Linked DNA regions of Sus scrofa: region 2 is linked to region 1. A link is a contact called in public HiChIP or PLAC-seq data. All regions are on one chromosome and are shown on one strand. The core of a region is the stretch at or near the end of the contact, and the rest is flanking DNA. Distances in the headings are between cores, read along the strand shown.

Region 1 (5,445 bases), core at 743-3,242:
TTCATTCTCAAGGCTACGCCCTTGGCCACACACTGGCTACAGAGATGGGCTGCCCCACACTGGGGTGTGACACGGTCTCACATTCCACAAAGGAGAGCAGGAATTCCTTTTCTCTCAAGGCTGAGTTCCTCGAAATGGGCTCAATTCCCAGCACAGGGTGGATGCACACTCAGACGGGGTGAGTAAATGGACATTCACTTACATGGGGTCACGTGACTGGGGGGCGGGGCTGGAGGCCGACGGAGCATCCATCGAGGAAGTAATCGCCTCCGCTTCCAGCACCACCCCGTCCCAGCTTCCTCGAGGGCCACTCCGCAGATAATGCCTGCCCTGAAGCGACCGGGTCGCCACCGCTCCCGCCGCTCCAGCTTCCTTTCCGGTGAAGTGGGACATGGGCCCCCTGTGAGCTGGACGTTAGGGACATCAGGTGGTCAAGTTGTCAGGCCCCCTGGGCACTAGGCCCCCTGGGTGGTGGACACGGGGGCTCTGGGTGCGGAGAACTCTGGATTTCAGGTTCTCGGCAGGGTTGGGGGCTCTGGCAATGGGAATTCTGGACTTTGGGATTTCCAAGATATGTAAGAATCGGAACATTGAAATGCTCTGGAAATCAGGGCTGCACCCCAGGCAGGGCCAAAGTCAGTGTTTCTGAGCTGTGTGCCTAATTTTACCTGTAGCTGCTGGGATCCAGTCTGGACCCTGCTCCGATTCCCATAATTGGCTCATGCTGTCCCCGTGGACCAGGGCCAAAGAAAGCACAACAGGATGGCCTGAAGGGCACGTGGTGCCCCAGAGACAGCTCTTGGGTCTGGAACCGATCTATCCCACTCCCTTGCATTGTGACAGGGCGGGGAAGGTGCCAGGCACTGACCACTACAAGTTCAAGGGAGGAAGAATCTGAGAGCAGAGCCCAGCTGCTGAGGCTGGGGCTCCACGCCCTGTCAGGCCAGGCTGCAACTCAAAGCCACATCCAGCCTCCCCCACCATCTCCGCAGGGCCCCTCAGCACTCCTCCACCAAGGTGCCCAGCGCTGCCAGCTGCCACAGTGCCTTCCAGAAGCGGCGCGAGTCTGGTCTTATCCTATCCCACCAGACTTACACCTAAGCATACTCCCCCGGGGCCCAGCAGAGGCCTTGATCTTGCAGGCTGATGATGACAAGTGAAACCAGTCAGCATTAGGGGATCTGACCCCGGGCCCAGCCCTCCCAGGAAATAGCGCTGCAACTGGAGCTCCTGAGACACGCCCTGGCCCGCAGTGGGTGGGGCCCAGCCACCGAGCTGCCCCTCCTCTTGCTGCCCTGCCCCAGGAAGAAGCTCACCAGCCAGCGAAGATGTCTGACCCCATCAGTCCTCCTCTCGGTCCTCTGGCCCAATGCCCCTCCTCTCCCCACAGTGGTCCAGGCTGCCGGTGCCCTTCCCACCCCGTGGGCCAGCTGCCCAGGGCCGGGAGCTCACAGCTGGGGATGGAGGCCATCCCAGCTCTGACCTGGGCTAGGCCCAAACCTACCTCCCTTGGGGCCTCCTTCTGGTTGGAAAAAAACGGCTACTTTAGTCCCTGCCTCGTGGAGACGGCTTTTCAAACCAGAACCTTTTCACATAAGCTTCTCCCAGGGACTCAACTCACTGTGTGGCTGCCTGAAGCCCTTTCTAGATCAAGGTGGGTAACATACACACATCTGTAAATCTCTCCAGATGAACGCAAACATGCTTTGTGTTACATCAGCTGCCTGGCACAACCCACGCGGGCAACGTCTCCAACTTGCCCAGACACCCCAGGGAAAAATCTCTTTTACCCACCGCATGGGTTAAAGCGTGAGGCTGCCTCCCTGTCCCCAGATTAATCCCCAAACTCTTTCTCCCGAATAGAGGCTCAGGGGACTGAATTCTGAGCACCCCCCCCTCTTCTTCCACCCCCACCTCCCCCCGACCCCCAGCCACAGGTCTTGACAGTCTCTGGGAGACTGGCAGTGAGCATCTGGCAGTCTGTCTGTCTCCCTTCATATGGAGTCCGAAGCGTGAGGGGGGACGCCCCACTGTCCCTGGCCATGGCAGTCCCAGAAGCTTCACTGATCTTCAGTGCCCTCTTCGCAGCCCCCAGCCCACCCCCAGTCTACTGGAGGAAAGTTGGCCATTTGCCATCGTCTCAGCCTCTTCCTCACCCCATTCCACTACCTGGGGACTCTTTCAACAGCCTCCCTCCCGCCTTCCCCGTGTGGCAGCCCTTTTTGACAAGCCCCAGGGGGAGGGAGGGAAGGAGGGAGAGACCAGCAATTAAATTTACGTCCTATGCGGTGGGGTGGGGCTTGGATCACCCGTGCCGGCCCCCACCCAGAGCCAGGCACGCACACCCATACATACCACTACACAGAGCTGCTGCAGTGCCCACTGTCACTCCTCCACAAACACAGATCCACCTACACAAATCCACGGGGGCAGGGGGCACAGGCTCCACAGCCTGCTCAGGGAGCGGCGAGTGCGCGCACACAAGACACCTGCAACTCGTTCACAGGAGAATAAAAATCACAAACATGCTATACCTGCCAGGTTTGGGAACAAAGTAACAATGAAAATAATCTTGCTGATGAGAATAATGTCTCCAGACCTCCCCAGATCTGATTACATCCCTAATGTGAACAGGTTATAAGTTCCGAGTTGGCAGAGCCCGGGGGGGATGCCTTGTGCAATGGACGGCATGTGTAGCCTGAGAACTGCCTTGGCAAGAAGTGTCTGTGCCTGACACCTGTTATACTGCCCAGTGCCTCTGACAGTAAATTAATAACGTGGAATCTCACTCTTCAATTGATCTTGTGGGAGTTTCGCATGTGTGAATCAGCTTCTTAGAGGCTGACTATCCCCAGGGAACAAATAAAACTGGTTTCCTGGCCAGATGACAGTGAGGCTAGAATCAGGGTGCAGAGAAGAGACCATCTCTCCAGGTTGGTGCCCTCCCTGAGCAGAGGGCACTCTGCCGGGGGGCAACAGTGGTTCCCTGACAGCCAGTACGAAAGGCCCCTTCTTCTTGAAAGCTGGTGGCTCTTAAGGTAAGCAAATATGGGAGCTCCTTTCCACCAACCGCCAAGTATTGCTGCCCAAAGGCAGCCTGGAGCAATATGTTTTGTGCATTTTACAGGACAGGAAACAGGCTCCGCAAAGCTCCCTCTGCCAAAGTCTCTGCTTTAGCTGGAACTGGAACCCAGGTCTGTCTCCCTGGGGAGGTAAGTGGGGGTCCAGGTTGGTATCTGCAGCCCCTGTAACAATATGGCCAGCATAGAGCTGACCAAACCAATTTAGGGGAGGGTCAGTGGAGAAAGGACCCCCAGGCCTCGCGTCCCAAGGAGTAGGACCCAGGCCTTACCCAGCTGTGCCCACAGTCCCTAGCGGCGCTGCTCCAAAGGGAATGGAATTTGCTCTGACTTCTCTCTAGGGGGAACGCAGGCGCAGAAGGCCGGGGGCCTGGCAGGCTAACTCCAGCCTCAGCCCCCCCCCCCAAGTGCCCCGGCCTTCTGGCTTCATTCCAGCCCTACCCGAAGGGGACGACATCTGCTTCCTCCAAGGGCCCCAGCTGGAGGGCAGCGAGGCAAAGGTGGAGAAGGGGGCTCCTTGGCAGTGCGCACTTCCAGGGGTTCGCGGGGATCAATCATCTGAAAGCTAGAGAGACTGCAATTTTATTCTGTGGGAGGAGGAGCCTGAGAAGTCGGACGGGGGTGGGGATGAGATGGGGGCGGAGGGGGATGGCAGAGCGGCCAGGGGTGCAGTTCAGAGAGGGGAGGGACTTGGCTAGGTCTCCCAAGCCTTCTCCACTCTCCAAACTTTCACCAAACTCTTTGCCCCCGCCTCCCCGAAACCAAAACACAACAAGCTCAGGAGGAGCGGCGAACGGCGCGGCGGGGCGGGCAGACTTGCGGCGGCACTGAGCCTCGGGAGGCTGATGCAACTTTCCCTTTAAGAAAGCCACCTGGGCGCACCGCGGTGCGGACCCGGCACGCCTGGGCCGGGGGCTGCAGCATGGTAAGGGGGCTGAGGGAAGGGGGCGCTGCGGCCCCAGCCTCTGACTGTCCTGCCTTGGGTCTGGATGTTTGGTGGCTCAGCGAGGCTGAGCCCCAGAACCAGCGAGAGAGAGAGAGAGCGAGCGAGCGTGTGTGTGTGTGTGTGTGTGTGTGTGTGTGTGTGTGTGATCGCGCATGCATGCGGGCATCTGTAGGCAAGAGTATGGGTGCACGCACGGGGATGTCTGTCTCGCCAGAGAGGTCGGGGTAGGTGCGCGCGTCTGGGTGTCACCACTGTCACCAAGGAGCTGAAGCGGGAGGGAACGGCGGCGCGGGGCGGGTGGCGGAGGGGGGGTAGGCTCTCGGGTGATGGGGAGCTGCGCGCCGACGCCGGCTCGGTCCCGGGCGGCGGGCGCTGGGATGTGAAGGCAGCGCCGGAACCAGAGCGTCTGTCTAAGGCGCCAGTGGGTCTGCGCGCCGGGGGCCGGCAGGCTGGGTCTGCGCACCGCATGCGGGCTCCTGCTCTCCATCTCCTCGCCCGGCCGGCCGGCCTGGCTGCCTGTCTGGCTCCTCAAGCCGGCCTGCCTCCCTATCTGCCCGCCCACTCGCCGGCCGAGTGCGGGTTCCCGCGCGCCCGCAGATCCGAGGAAGCCGCGCCCGGGAGTTCCGGAGCCCTAGAACTGTCTTTGTCCGCGGCTCCCAGCCCCGGCTTTGGGAAGAGGCTGCGGCCGCCCTGTTCTTTGGGGACTGCTACCCGGGGAGAATCCACGCCCTCCCCACCCCAACCTTCATTCCGGGTGCGCGGAGGGCGGGCCCGGGCGGCCGCAGGTGAGGGCAGGGGCCTAGCCGACCCGGGTGCCCACCCCCAGCCGGCGCCCCGCACCCCACAGTTACGGCCGGCGGGAGCTGCCGCCGGGGCCGGGGCCGGGCGGGAGGGGGGTGCTTCCCCCGAGGGCCGGAGCCGGCCTGGGGGCGGGGCAAATGGGCGGGACCTGGGCACCCCGGTACTTTTCCACGGCGGGGACCAGGGGCGGGGCTCCCGCCCCCACAACCAGCTGAGAGGCCCACACGTGGCGGCTGATGTAACGCCCGCCCCCGCCACCTCGCACCCCGATTAAGGCGGACGCGCCTCGCTTCGAGGAATCGGGGCGCTCCAGGCGGTGCTGCAGCTCGGAAAGCGACCTCGCCTCTTCCTGCGGTTCAGGGCCTCCTCTCGGCCGGCCGGCCTCTTCTTAAAGAAGCCGCGCCCCTTTGGGGCCTGCTCTGCAGGCCACGCCCCCTTGGTGCACTCTTAAAGGAGCCGTGTCCCCGGCTCTCGGACAGCTCCCGCACCAAGCCCGGGTGTTCCTCTGCTGAAACAAGCCTGATGCTTCAGCCACTAGAAGATAAAAACTGGGGGCGAGGAGTGGAGAAGGAGAGAAGGAACCGGAGAGGTTCAAGACTCCCAAAGTGAGGGAGTGTC
Region 2 (5,445 bases), core at 1,847-4,346, 250 kb after region 1:
ACCCCCAGGTAAATAAGACCAGAATATTATGATAATGGCAAATTAAATACGTAACTCTGGGGAAATTGAAAACGAATTTTGGACGTGTCTTTTTTTTCACTCACCAATTGTAACTACATCCAGCCACCACAAGGATGTGAGCAAGACAACCCTGCAGCAGTGAGGGTTATACATCCATCCGGTTCCTCCTGTGTGCCCCACTACCCGAGCTTCCAGCAACCCCCAGGAGGTGGGACCACGTGACTGGGGTCTGTCTGGTCCGCGGAGCGGGGGTCGTAGAAACGTGTCACTGCCAGGCCTGGCCCTTCGAGATCTTGGCACACTCTCCGTATTCCTGCCTGTTTCTGCCCTGTGAGCTGGACCAGAGGGTCCAGGGGAAAACTCCACAGCCCTTGGGGGCTGGCGGGGACACTGGACGGAAGACGCCCAGTGTCCCTGAAGCATTAAGAACAGAATTCCTCCCCCGGCCCTCACAGATCTGCAGGAGAGCGTCTCTGAGGGAGACGTCAACTTTCACTGCTAAGCCTCGGAACTTTGGGATCAGCTATAATAGCAAAGGGTCCACCTTGACTAAAATGATATTATCTTGAATTCTTTTTTTTTCCCCCTTTTTAGGGCCACACCTGTGATATATGGAGGTTCCCAGGCTAGGGATCTAATTGGAGCTACAGCTGCCAGCCTACACCACAGCCACAGCAATGCCAGATCTGAGCCGCATCTGCGACCCACACCACAGCTAATGCCAGATCCTTAACCCACTGAGCAAGATCAGGAATCGAACCCACAACCTCATGGTTCCCAGTTGGATACATTTCCACTGCACCACGAGAACCCCCCATCCTGAATTCCTAAAGTTATAAGTAACTATTATTCTTGAGTATTACTTAACAAGCAAATCCGTCTCAAGCCATCTTTGGTTAAACTTCACGAGCCGCATTACTGCTTTTCCTTTTGGGGTGACTTCGGCCTTGATGAAAGCTACAGTATGTGCTCCTCAAATGCCCCCAAAGTAATGAAAGATCAGTCCAACTGCTGGGATCCCCGTGGGCGGGAAGCCCCCAGCTCTCAGCCCTCTTCAGGAACTGCCTTGGCAGAAGAGGGCTGTCCTGCCCACCATCGTGGCCCTCCCAGGGTGACCTCGTCCAATGACCAGGGGCATCCCACTAGCCAAGGATAAACTACACAGGCATGGCGCCCCCTGCCCCCTCGCCCAACTCAGAAGGACCATCCCAACTCCACAGACCCCGTGGGGTCGCCTGAGGCCTTTCTTGGGACTCATCTCAGCCCAGCTTTTCCCTCTGGACAATCCTGCTCTTTCCTCTTTTTCATGTCCTCTCCTTCCAGGGGTGTTGCTCCCGAAAGCACACCCCAGTAAGCTTTCCGCACACTGATCTTTATCTCGGAGACGCTTCCCAGTGATCCCAACCCAGGACAGGCCCTGCATCCTTGATGCAACACTGTGTACCCGACCCTGCCTCTGGACATCTGTATAGGGCACAAATATCACATTTGCTTTTCTTCTTCTTCTTCTTTTTTTTTTTGGCTGCCCTATGACCTATGGAATTCCCAGGCCAGGGATTAGAGCCAAGCCACAGCTGCGACCTAAACTGCAGCTGTGGCAACGGCAGATCCCCAGCCCAGGATCTGGGCCAGGGACTGAACCTGTGTCCCAGCGCTCCCACGATGCCGCCAATCCCACTGTGTCACAGCAGGAACTCCGACAGACACCATCTTTTCTAATCAAAAATAAAAACACAGGAGTTTCCATCTTGGTTCAGCAGAAATAAACCTGACTAGCAACCACGAGGATGCAGGTTCCATCCCTGGCCTTGCCCAGTGGGTTAAGGATCCGGTGCTGCCGTGAGCTGTGGTGTAGGTCCCAGATGCCGCTCGGATCCCGCGTTGCTGTGGCCGTGGCGGAGGCCAGTGGCTGTAGCTCCGATGTGACCCCTAGCCTGGGAACCTCCATATGCCTCAGGTGTGGCCCTAAAAAGACCAAAAATAAATAAATAAATACGCAAAATCACAATGGGATGGAAGTTCTAAAATTAAGACTCTACAAAAACTCAGGATGTGCTATAGTATTAAAAGACTAACTCTCTGCAAGAAAGTAAGAGACCACAACCACCCTGAGAGCCCCTCTAAGAAAAGGATCTCTGAAGTCATCTTAAAGGAAATAGCACCACCTTGCTTGTAATCAAGTGAAAAATTAGTCAATATATAACAAAGCGCCACCGAACAAAAATTATGGAGGGCCCAGCATCCCTGTGTACTGTTATCTGGTCATCAGAGCCGTCACTTCCGTGCCTGTCACGACACCGTGCCAAGAGCTTTAAATGAACCATCTCACTGCATCTCCCTAACTAGTACTGCAGGTGACAAGATGAACCGCCTCACTGCATCTCCCTAACTAGTACTGCAGGTGACAAGATGAACCGCCTCACTGCATCTCCCTAACTAGTACTGCAGGTGACAAGATGAACCGCCTCACTGCATCTCCCTAACTAGTACTGCAGGTGACAAGATGAACCGTCTCACTGCATCTCCCTAACTAGTACTGCAGGTGACAAGATGAACCGCCTCACTGCATCTCCCTAACTAGTACTGCAGGTGATAAGATGAACCGTCTCACTGCATCTCCTTAACTAGTACTGCAGGTGATAAGACTCAGGGTCACTCAGGGTAAATAAATTAGCCAAGGTCACAGAGCTGGAGTCAAAGTGAGGTCCTGTTTACTCTGAAGCCTCTCGGCCCTCTAGGAAGTCTAGCATATTCTGGCCTACTGCATATACATCTAGTGCATTGAAGCTCTGAGGCGGGTTAAGCAGACAACCAGTTCAGTAAATAATTTGGGGGGGGTGGAGCAAGAGGCCAGGTATTTATGATTCCAAAATCCCTTTCTCTTTTCTCATCCCTCTACTGCCTCCACTGGTGACAGGCACAAGCCCTGCCTTTAGGTGTACACAGCCTAGCGACCGAATTAGTGGAAGACCAATGCCAGGCACAATTATGCCAGAAAGATCGAAGCACAAAGCCTGCAGAGGCAACCAAAAGGTTCTTCTGCCCTCTTGTGGCTCAGGGAGACGGCTACATACAAAGGTCCTTTAAAAAGCTAAAACGCCATATAAAGGCACTTGGCAGTCAGACAGAACAGCAGGAGGCAACGGTGATTGGCTCAAAATGGAGAGATTTAATATCTCACAAATTTGATTATGCCAATTACAGCTTGCAATAAGAAAGAACACTAGAGTTCAGAGAAAACCAACACAGAGTACTCTGCCGTGAGAACACAGTAGGCAGCCACATCCTTTGGGAAGGCTGATAAAAGTTGAAGGCATTCTAAAGCTCCTGATCCTTGCTTTTCACACTTAACAATGTATTTTCGAGCTCCTTTCGTATCAGCACATTCAGAGCCTCCTCACATTATTCAGATGCAAAGCACCCCACTGGACGGCTCAACTGGCCCCTGCTGCTGTCCGAAGCTGCTTCCAAACTCCTGCTATTAAAAACAATGCTGCAGAGTTCCTGGGGTGGCTCAACGATAACAAACCTGACTCGTACCCATGAGGACTCGGGCTTAATCCCTGGCCCCGCTCGGAGGGTTGAGGATCCGGCCTTGCTGTGAGCTGTGGTGTAGATCGTGGACGCGGCTTGGATCTGGCATGGCTGTGGCTGTGGTGTAGACCAGCAGCTGCAGCTCCCATTCGACCCCTATCCTGGGAACCTCCATATGCCGCAGATGTGGCCCTAAAAATAAAACCGAACAATCAAATAAATAAAAACAGTGATGCAAAAAGCGAACCAACAGTGCTCATGTGGATAATCCGACACACGGATCATTTTGCCAACGTGCCAGTGTACTTCATACCTGCGGGGGAATCTCTGGAAGTGGAAAGGCCGGGTCAAAGGGCACGTGCAAGCCTGGGCACCACTTCCTTTTTGAAACTCCTTCCTCTGACTTTCCCTCCTGTCTCTCTGGCTGTCCCTTCTTAGGCGTCTTCCATGCTTTCTTTTTTTTTTTTTTTTTTTTTTTTTTTTTTGCTTTTTTTTCAGGGCTGCTCCTGTGGCATATGGAGGTTCCCAGGATAGGGGTCGAATCAGAACTACAGCTGCTGGCCTACACCACAGCCACAGCAACGCAGCATCCAAGTCGCGTCTGTGACCTACACCACAGCTCATGACACTGAGTGAGGCCAGGGATCGAACCCGCAACCTCATGCTACCTAGTTGGATTCGTTCCTGCTGCGCCATGACAGGAACTCCCCATGATTTCTTAAAAGTGTAAGAAACACCGTTTATTCCGGGTGACTTTCTAAGAGGTGACCACCTGTCACTCACCCTTTAGATGCTGCTGCCCCCGGGATTTGGTCCTTTGTCTCTTTTATCCTACATGCTCTCCTAGCTACCACTTCTCCTCCCCCAAGGCAGCCAAAGTTATCGTCATCAGGTTTTATGCTTTGTTATTTTACACATATTTATGCAAATCTATATGTACTATGTGCCTGTGTATGTAGAAACATGAATATACATGCACAAGACTCCCCCCCTTGCTATGTAAATACATATTATATTGGTATATAAATGGTACTAACCCAAATCGAAACAATTTTAAGGGGATGCTGCCAAGCAGCAATTTTCACAGGAGAAAACTGTGGCCCGCAAACCTTCTTCAACCTATAATTACCTGCCAGACAACTGGAGTGAACCCACAGGGGAGGACCAGAGCAGAGCAGTATGGTCTTGCACCCTAGCCTCCTGCTTCAAATGGTCTCACAAAGTAGCCACACACTAATTCAAGGGCTAGAGAAAGGACAGAGCAGAGGCCAGCAAATAAAAGATCAGAGTCTTCGGCAGCTGTGGCTACTTACCAATGAAAGGTTTTTGTTTGATTTTTTTTTTTTTCAACGCAAGTTGTCTAACCACACAGAAGTGGAAAGAATATAATGAGCCCCACCCCACAGATTAAACAACTAAACACCTGGTTTCCCGGTGTGGTTCTCCTTCCCTACCCTCCCGCACCCTCTTTATTTCTCCTTCTCCCTTTTTGGGCCGCATTATTTCAAAACACGCCCCTGACATCACGCTACTTCATCCCTGAATACTTTGTGCAGACAGGATTCTAACACACAGAGACATTTCCCACCTGACCACAGTATCATCGCATCCAACAAAGTTAATAGCTTCTCAATGCCATCCAGAGCTCAGTACACATTCATCTTTCCTAAGCCATCTCCAAGAAAATCTTTTTATACTTGGCTCCTTAGGTTTTGAGGGAACTGTGCCGCTAAAGAAATTCCAAGCCCAGCCTGCAACAGCCTGTGGTTATTAAGTCTTAAAAGAATTCCCAGGCTCCCAAATGCCCACCAACAGGAAATGAACTGCCAGAGCTATACAGCTCCCAGGAGGGGCCTTCGTCCCACTGCCCATCCCGATGTGGCCTTGACA

Evidence for each region. HiChIP or PLAC-seq counts read pairs in DNA pulled down with a chosen protein or histone mark.
Region 2: an H3K27ac HiChIP or PLAC-seq map of alveolar macrophages shows a contact between it and region 1. The contact joins the enhancer-like site here to the promoter of SLC6A9 in region 1. A contact is called at or near these places in 10 of 47 Hi-C or Micro-C datasets (brain, embryonic fibroblasts, fetal heart ventricle and 5 more) and 1 of 2 datasets of contacts at active chromatin or transcription factors (alveolar macrophages).

Annotation. Positions count from the first base shown.
Region 1 is chr6:167,265,201-167,270,645 of Sscrofa11.1, forward strand. It overlaps SLC6A9 (sodium- and chloride-dependent glycine transporter 1), which reads left to right and starts at 1,993. Exons shown (of 15, transcript XM_021096817.1): 1 at 1,993-3,038; 2 at 3,128-3,212.
Region 2 is chr6:167,516,590-167,522,034 of Sscrofa11.1, forward strand. The region is part of intron 1 of ST3GAL3 (ST3 beta-galactoside alpha-2,3-sialyltransferase 3); the gene reads right to left. Among named protein-coding and RNA genes, the nearest start is that of ST3GAL3, 39 kb to the right of the region's middle. Within about 2 kb of position 3,097, at least 8 of the 83 cell types and tissues checked have an H3K27ac peak or open chromatin away from gene starts, as enhancers often do. A contact at or near this core is called in alveolar macrophages, where this site is marked.